Linked DNA regions of Mus musculus: all the other regions are linked to region 2. Evidence: chromatin contacts called from public HiChIP or PLAC-seq and promoter capture Hi-C data. All regions are on one chromosome and are shown on one strand. The core of a region is the stretch at or near the end of the contact, and the rest is flanking DNA. Distances in the headings are between cores, read along the strand shown. Region 1 has its middle 36 kb from the start of Gm51477. Region 2 has its middle 18 kb from the start of Gm22302. Region 3 has its middle 48 kb from the start of Gm30483.

Evidence for each region. Promoter capture Hi-C pulls out the DNA fragments that hold promoters and counts their contacts. HiChIP or PLAC-seq counts read pairs in DNA pulled down with a chosen protein or histone mark.
Region 1: an H3K27ac HiChIP or PLAC-seq map of embryonic stem cells shows a contact between it and region 2, with 2.4 times the contacts expected there. The contact joins two enhancer-like sites. A contact is called at or near these places in 2 of 115 datasets of contacts at active chromatin or transcription factors (both in embryonic stem cells) and 1 of 9 other capture datasets (embryonic stem cells).
Region 3: a contact with region 2 is called in a promoter capture Hi-C map of second pharyngeal arch cranial neural crest, with 3 times the contacts expected there. The contact joins two enhancer-like sites. A contact is called at or near these places in 5 of 39 promoter capture datasets (embryonic stem cells, hippocampal neurons, second pharyngeal arch cranial neural crest and 1 more), 2 of 484 Hi-C or Micro-C datasets (cortical neurons and neutrophils), 6 of 115 datasets of contacts at active chromatin or transcription factors (astrocytes, bone marrow-derived macrophages, embryonic basal ganglia and 3 more) and 1 of 9 other capture datasets (embryonic stem cells).

What each region holds. Positions count from the first base shown.
Region 1 is chr7:37,474,163-37,477,101 of GRCm38.p6, reverse strand. It overlaps a transcript of Zfp536 not described here. Among named protein-coding and RNA genes, the nearest start is that of Gm51477, 36 kb to the right of the region's middle. Within about 2 kb of position 1,466, at least 10 of the 459 cell types and tissues checked have an H3K27ac peak or open chromatin away from gene starts, as enhancers often do. A contact at or near this core is called in embryonic stem cells, where this site is marked.
Region 2 is chr7:37,841,136-37,843,835 of GRCm38.p6, reverse strand. No RefSeq gene overlaps it. Among named protein-coding and RNA genes, the nearest start is that of Gm22302, 18 kb to the right of the region's middle. Within about 2 kb of position 1,450, at least 77 of the 459 cell types and tissues checked have an H3K27ac peak or open chromatin away from gene starts, as enhancers often do. A contact at or near this core is called in embryonic stem cells and second pharyngeal arch cranial neural crest, where this site is marked.
Region 3 is chr7:37,374,971-37,377,670 of GRCm38.p6, reverse strand. It overlaps a transcript of Zfp536 not described here. Among named protein-coding and RNA genes, the nearest start is that of Gm30483, 48 kb to the right of the region's middle. Within about 2 kb of position 1,255, at least 18 of the 459 cell types and tissues checked have an H3K27ac peak or open chromatin away from gene starts, as enhancers often do. A contact at or near this core is called in second pharyngeal arch cranial neural crest, where this site is marked.

The sequences.
Region 1 (2,939 bases), core at 217-2,716, 370 kb after region 2:
ACCAAACCTCAGTCCGGCCACTGGCCGTCTATTTTCAGAGCATATCGCTTCTGTATTTCATTTGGCTCCATTTCTTCTAGAAGCTTCTGCAGTGGTTTGGTAGCAGGTGGGATGGCTCTTCTTGTCTTGTGGTTCCCAGGCATCAGGCCCAGCATAATTAATTATAATCTCCTGTTCTTGATGGGTGTGGTAGGGTGTAGGACCCAGAAAAGCAGTTGTCATTTTGGCTAAGAACTGATATTTCAGAAAGAAACAAACATTATTTTTCCCTCCTCAGTCTAGTTTTTTTCTCTCTTGCACGGAACAGTTTGCATATTGTAAGCTACAGATGACCACCAGCTTCAAGGCACATGGCCTAAAACACCCCCACCCTTTACCTCTTCTCTGCCCCACTTAAAGTAGATGTGACTCGGCAAACAGGTCCATCCAATCAACAGATAGTCTTCCTCACAGAGCCGGGCTTTGCCAAACCAATGCCTTATTCCAAGATTGCTTATCTCAGAGTTTAGGGCCTCATTTCATCTGTTAAGTAGGCCTAGAATCCTGCCCGATGCCCCTAGAAACTCTAGTGGCTGTAACTGAAGTTCTTCTGTATAAGGAAGAACTCTCTTCTCTTAAAAGTACTTGGAAAGCAATCTGTAAAAATTTGCCTGCATCATATAGACCCATACAGAACTCAGGAACCCCTCCCTCTCTTACCCACCAGCAGTCTTCTCTCCTGTTATATGTAGGACTGTGTGTTGAAAGTTGTACACCCAGGTTGATATGTTAGTTGCCGCACTGCTGCCTCCTAACTCTTAGAATGTTAGTCCTATACCCCGGGTGTTAGGTCCTGGCCTGTGTGCACTAGCCATTTATAGCTAATACATTCTGACCTGGATGCAGGAGAGCAAGCTGATGGAGAGGTTACTCCATCCATCCTCTTGGGTGATGAGTCCCATAGCACAGCCCATGTAGAAGACAAGATGATAACTTTTCAAAAGAACCTTGCTTAAAGGCTGGTATATCAGCGTGTCAGGGACTTGTTACAGATGATCCTGTGGGAGATCCTGAGTCATCTCAGAGTCAGTTGGAAGATGATTTATTAAGTTGCTATTAGAGAGGGTCAGGTCCCACTGGTCTGGTCTTGTTAAAGGACATCTTAGTCTAGCCAAAACTTTTGCTTCTGGAGGTGAGTGTCAGGATCCAGGCACGTCCCATACTCTCTTATTCTGCTGTACAGTGTAAAAAGGGCAAAGGAGTGCCACCGGAGAGCCTTGATATGTCCTTTGTATTGTTAGAGTGGATTTGACCTTGCTTTGCAATGGAATGAGCTTCTCACATCAGTATTTAAATGTGTGTGTGTGGGGGTGGGGGGTACAGAGGACTAGAGCCATGTCCATCCACTGGCAGGCAGGGGAGGCAGGCTCCTGGTACAGCTTGAGGAGCTGATGCAGGAGAGTGTGAGAGGCACAGCCGAGCTGTGTTGAGTCTGCACCTGGACATTGCTGCATAGAAATGCTAAAGACCTGGTTGCATCCCAGGAATGTGGGCACACCCCTGCCCTTCACTTTTTGAAGCTGAAGCCTCCAGCCAGAGCTGTCTGGAATTGCTGTGTTAGCTTTCTCAAATGTAGCTTTCCATGTCCTTTTCTGAATCCTCAGGGCAGGACACAGAACTCTTGTCAGGTTAAGAGGCAGGTGGGGGTTCGGGTGGGGGGATCATAACTCCTTTACCCTTAGCTCTGCCCTGGAATTGCTACCACTCAAGGAAGCCCAGTTTGGAGGCTCCATCAGCAAGCCACTGTGGTGATGAGGCCCCGTGTGCAGCAGCTCCCAGGCCAGGTGATGATCCCCTCACGGGTGGGAGGAAGCCTGAGGGAAGGCATAGATAGCTCCAATGTTCCCAATGCTTTATCCTCAGTGAACTGTGGAATGAAGGCCCACTACATTTTGCCAGGATGAGAGAGCAGAAACCTATGTCCCAACACCATGGTGGTGGCATCACAACTTTCTTACATCATGTGTCCTAAACTGTATGATGTGATGAAATACAGTGACCAAACTAAACTATCTTAAAAGGCGACTTCTGCCCCACCGTGATTTCCTTGCATGGACACTCTGAAGATACCGCTTTTTTTTTTTCCAGCTACAAAGCCTAGAATGGAAAGGTCAACAGACATCTTCTGAAGGGTCAGAGGGCAACTGTTTTCAGCTTACAAACCATGAGCACCCTCATGACTCCTCACTGCTGGGTGGCACTAAAGCTATAGACAGTGTGAGTGTGTGCCAATAAAACTTTATTAATTAAAGCAAGGGAATGACTAGAACTGGCCCACAGGCTAGAATTTCTGGCCCCTGCTTTAGTGTAAAGAGGTATGTGCTCCTGGGTTATTTCCAGAGCAGAGAGAGAGAGAGAGAGAGAGAGAGAGAGAGAGAGAGAGAGAGAGAGAGAGAGAGAGAGCACAGGGAGGTACCCCTTCCCATCTCCTCACAACACCACAGGCAAAAGAGATGGAACAGCTGTGGCTTATCTTTTACAACAGATGTTTCTCCTCCACCGACAGAAGTGCAGGGAGGAATTAAGATGGCAGACACCTAAGCGCCTGGGGCAGACGCCCCCAGATCAGATGAGTATCCAGTGGAAGGTATTACGAAGAAGCACGGGCACGGCCCAAGGCCTTTAAGTTGCCCTTGTCCCTTTAGCACTAAGGTGGTTCCAGTCTTACTTTCCAGCAGTGTGATGGAAAGTTGTGTTTCCTCATGTCACCATGCCACAGTCAGTGCACAGGAAAGTCGTCTGGAAAGACGACTGTGAAATACAAGGTCAGAGCCTCATAGGTTCCTGGAATTCACCACCTTACTGTGCTTGTCTGGACCTGCTGGCTGCTTCTCAGCTGATTATCGAGAGTTGGTCTCTGAGTGTGTGTGTGTGTGTGTGTGTGTGTGTGTGTGTGTGTG
Region 2 (2,700 bases), core at 201-2,700:
ATAATATATTTCAAGCAAATTAATTCCATCTGGACCCGTTACAGCCCATAATCAGCTGCGTTATGCAAATAGTTATCTTTGTGGTTGAAATCAATAACTTATTTTCTTCTGTAATAAAGAAAAAGGGGGAATAAGTTTTTATTAATTATGTACAAAATGAAACCTTCTCTTGCAAGGCCGTGGGTTTCATTTCATTATCATGGCTCTCCTTACACCAGTTTCGGAAACTCTGATGTGGGCTTTCAGCAGAGTGTCCTCAAGGCCACCTCTCTCTAGGGAGGTCTCTCAGGAAGCTGGCTAGATTGCTAGGGGAACCAACCTTGTGGAGGTGGTTCATGCTGGTGATACCTGCTGACCCAGCCCACATCCGGCCTTCTCCAAAGTGTATCTGTGGGGATCACCTTATTTATAAAGCTGGTTGAACCACAGTTCGTCAGTACCTGCTCCAGTCCTAGTTGAAGTTAATGACAATATTGATAATGGCATAAAATCTGTTTTAACGGCAGGCATATTGCCTCTTAGCCACAGGGAGGTATTTAAGAATGTGGCTAAGTCCTGCAGGAAAAGTCACTCTTTGGACCTTAAGAAGTATTTATTTATTTATTTGTTTATTTATTTATTTATTTTTGAGGCTTTCTTGGGGAAATAGAATGCAAAGACATCAACCATCTGACGCTTCATTCCTACTAGGGATATTTATTTCCACTTATACCCACCCCTTGGTCATTATCACCTTTACTTTTTCCTGATCATGGAGAGTCCGGTCTCAGCCTGCCTCCTACGTGGATGGATTGGGGACACTTCCAGCCTGATAACGCTTTCCAGGTGCGTTTTCTACATCACTTGAACGAACCTTCTAGGAGGAGTTCCCCGGACTGTCACTAGAGCCTGGTGGATTTTGAATCTGGACGTGAAGTCACAGTCACCTGCATGTGGCGATTCACTGGAGCCTCTGTGAAGGCTGTGCCCGCCACCATTATTTTTGGCCTTCTGCCATTTCATTTACGAGGGACTTGTATTTGACAAACAGATCTCCTTTATGCATTGAGATCAGCCTTCTTCCTGCCTGATAATCAGACACAAAAGAGTGCCCTGACCCAGCCCTGCATCCCCCTAGCTCAGGGCCTGGCTTCTGCGAAGGCCTGCTCTGCTCATGAGTCTGTCTTTGCTCCGCTAGTGAGGGGCGGGAAGCAAGGGTCTTGTATCTTGCAGAAAAATGTTCCCCCTTAGGCTTTGGATACAATCGCTAGGTCTTCAGGGGACCAGAGAAACCCTTGCTGCTGGAAAACCAGTCGGTCATAGGCCAACTGATGATCCTATAGGACAACCTTTAAGGGAAGTAAGGGCGTGGCTTGCAAGTCCCAGGTGTTTCGGGAGCCAGAGTTCTGCCTTTACTTCTCTCCCAGCCCTTTCCGCTTGCCTCCTGGGAAGTGGGCGGAGTCACGGCCCTCTGCTTTAGAGTGTTGCCAGGCAGACATCTCGTTAATCCCCCTGCCTTCATGCAGCCCTGTTTATGGATGTCTGTGACTGAGCCTGCCAGGATGCCCAAACTGGTTGTAGACAGCTGGTCTGCTTGGCATTTTATGGCGATGGCAGTTTCCCTAGGCCGGAACTGTACATGCTCGTGAGCAGTACTGAGGGGGGACACTAGCTAGAAGGGAAGTCAGTACAGAGGAATATACCTCCCCCGTCTGGTCCCTTGGTGGTCTGGCCCCTGCGGCTGACAGGGCACCACACTCGACCCTGCAAAGCGCTCTATCACTGGGCTGATGGGAGGGTATATATGCAAAGCAGGCTCAGACAGGCAGTTCATGCAGGCTCCTTCCGGAGGGGAGCCCCCACCCCAGACGGAGGCTTTCAGTATAATGACACCCCCTGGGGAGGCACCTTATTGTTCTTCACAGAAACAATCTCTACAGAGAAATTAATTGTTTTGTTGTTGATGAAAAAAGAAATGGATGCTATTTTAAAATATTCCCTCTTCTTGCGGGCGTTAAAAGGGTGGGACTCAGGTGTCTGTCTCTCGCTCCCACCACCTGGGGAGACCAGGCTCTACACGTGTCAGTCTGTCCTCTGTTGAGTAATTTCTGCTGGGATTGGCTCAGAGCTGGGCTGCTGGGCTGAGGTTGAAGCAGACAGCCTCATTCAAGGCAGAGACCCATATCATCACTTACTGACTACACACTCTCTGTGTCCATTTCCTGGCTTGCAAAAGAAATGGGGTAAATAATACATTTTTATTACAGGATAGTTGTAGGGATTAGATGAGATAATATGCACTCTGTTTAGCTGGTGTCAAGGCAAGTGTCCAGCCAGTAGGTAATCGATGCTAGATGCATAGGAAGTGTGCAAGTCGACTTTCCGTTGCTGTGACAGAATACTTGAGATCAAAATATAAAGGAGAAAGGGATTATTTTGGCTTGTCACACAAGAGGGTTCAGTGTGTGGCCACTTAGCCTGAGACAGGAAAGTGGTGGCTAAGATGGTGGTGATGGTGGGGGAGGCAAGAAACCCTAGGTTATTGAGTTGATGCCACTGTCTGCAACGGCACCATCAGATGCTGTCCAAGCCTCCAGTCACGAGCTAATGAGAAGCAAACTGTAGCAGGCAGACTTCATAGTTGGCCAAAGCCATCTTGTAAGCAAGATCCAGCTGCCCCACCCCCCTCCTCCTCAGCTCCTCAGGTGTGATGACTCCTCT
Region 3 (2,700 bases), core at 6-2,505, 470 kb after region 2:
TCTGGCTTCTCGGGGTATTTGTTAATGGGCCCCCAGTCACCTCACCTCCTCCTGCACAGAGTCGAAGATGGCTCCCACTTGCTCCGGAGTTATCAGTCCTTAGGTAGCCTGATTCCTCCCTCACCTGTTCTGCCGCGACGCTGATCTCCTTTGGAAACACTTGTCTGCCGCTAGCATCTGCTCACATCTTCTCTTTGTGGACATAAGAAGGCAAATAAAGTAGTTTTATTTATTTGTTTTTGGCAGTTGTCATACCCATCCCAATACACCAGGCTCTCTGCCTTTCAGATTTTATTCTCTCTCTCTCTCCCTCTCTCTCTCTCTGTGTGTGTGTGTGTGTGTCTGTCTGTCTGTCCTTCTGTCTCTGTCTTTCTTTCTCTCTTTTTCTTTCTGTCTGTCTCTGTCTCTCCCCCCCCGCCCCGTGTGTGTGTCTATCTTTCTGTCCCTCTCTGTGTCTTTCTCTGCCTCTGTCTCTGCCTCTGCATGTGTCTCTGTCTCTCTCTGTCTCTCTGTGTGTGTGTATGTGTGTGTGTGTCTGTCTGTCTTTCTGTCTCTGTCTTACTTTCTCTTTTTTTCCTCTCTGTCTGTCTCTGTCCCCCCCCCCAATGTGTGTGTCTATCTTTCTGTCCCTCTCTGTGTCTTTCTCTGCCTCTCTCTCTGCCTCTGCATGTGTCTCTGTCTCTCTCTGTCTCTCTCTCTGTGTGTGTCTGTCTGTCTGTCTTTCTGTCTCTGTCTTTCTTTCTCTTTTTTTCTCTCTGTCTGTCTCTGTCCCCCCCCATGTGTGTGTCTATCTTTCTGTCCCTCTCTGTGTCTTTCTCTGCCTCTGCCTCTGTCTCTGCCACTGTCTCTCTCTGCCTCTCTCTCTCTCTGTCTCTGTCTCTCTGTCTCTCTGTCTCTCTGTCTGTCTCTCTTTCTCATCTTCTCAGTACACAGCAGCCCAGGCTATCCTCCACCTCTCAGTCTTCCTGCCTCTGCTTCTCTAGTGCTGGGGATATAGCTGTGTGCCACCAGGCTGAGCACTTCATTAGGTTTTAGAAAAGCATGCTTAGTGTGCACAAGACTCTTGAGTTCAGTTGCTAGCACAAGGAAAAATAAAATAAAATAAAAGCACCACAACTCAGTTTCTAGGACCGTTTTGCTAAGTCCCTGGTTCAGGAACAGGCATTTCCTTCCCCTCACAGGTTCATAGCAGTTAATCCAGGGCCAAGAGTGCTGACCCTCAGCTGTTCCGGGGGAGGTGGGAGGTGCTGGGGCTTCCCTGACAACCACCAGGAGAAGAATCTGGCTCCCATTATGGGTCGTAGGGAGTTGTAACGTTTCCCACGAGCTGCTCGGGAAGCCTTTCATCTGAGCTCAGCTCTAACCTGGACAGTTTCCTTCACTTTCATTCCTGTGCAGCCTCTGACCTGCCCCTGTGTCTAACTCTATGTTTTTGCTATCCAGGGACTCCCTCACTTTCAGGTAGCATTGTGGGCTCAGCCTCAGGTGGGATTTGCTTCCTCTCTGGCCTGCATTCCCTGGACTCAGATAAAGGGCTGCCCCTCTAAAAGCTGCCAGCCACTGTCTTCAGAGACTTGGAGCAGCAGGCATTCCTGTGAAGAACATGGGCTACAGGAGCAGCTTTTGAGCCTGACCTGAGGTCCCAAGAAGCCTTCCTTAGATGCACTTCTCTTCTGCCCCTCCTGACCTCATTTCCTCTTTCAGCACGCACAGTGTAGACAGATCTTTGCGCTACGACATTGCTCTCCAGCTGTAACTTCCATGCCAAGTTTAAAAGTGAGATCCTTCCTAGAAACCCACGGGCGTTCTCGACCTACATAACAGCAAAGGGCCAGGGTGATGGCCCAGGAACAGAAGGTGCCAGGTTCTCCCCTCCGGCAAGAGCTGCTGGCCTTATGCAGGGATCCAATTGCAGAGGCGACATCAGCCAACAAAAATTTCAAGAAAGTATGACTCATAATTAGTCCTTTTGACATTGTTTCACATCAAAAGACATAGTCTGTGTTCTGTGTCCCTCACCCGAACATGGAAACTGCTGGAGTTTGCACGCACAAAGGGATTTGCGATTTTAAAAGCTTAATAAAGGCTGTCCACACAAAACACACACACACACACACACACACACACACACACACACACACACACACACGCCAGTTGGTTTCTTTAAAGTGGATTTAATTAGGTCAGAGAGCCTGTTACTTTGGGGGGGGGGGAGTGGCGCAGGGTGACGATCATTTAAACCATATTTTCAAGTTACCATGTTGTACTCTGCTAGACGGTGCCTCACAGATCCACACACGAGAAGCGAGAGCTAAGAGCTCCCTTGGAGCCTTAGAGCTCCTTTCTCTCAACTACTGGTTCTTCATGAAGAGAGGCCACTGTCCCTTGCCTCGGAGTTATGGGGTGGCATGGCTGGGGCATGTCATTCTGACGTTTACTAAGATTTCTGAGACCCAGGTCCACACCGAGGTCTCCACCCTTGTCAAGGAGCTACCAGCAGCTGCTGCAGACGTGGAGGGTTGGCCCCAGTCAGCCCCTGGGCCATTTTGGTAGCGATTTATAGATGGACTTTGTGAGTGAGGAGTGGGGGGGAGGGAAGGGAATCAAAGTCACAGGTGCTCCATTATAACGACTGGAACACTTACAGAGTCGGACGCTCTGTCATTTAATAAACCTAAAAACGAAAAAGCTTTTGTCTGT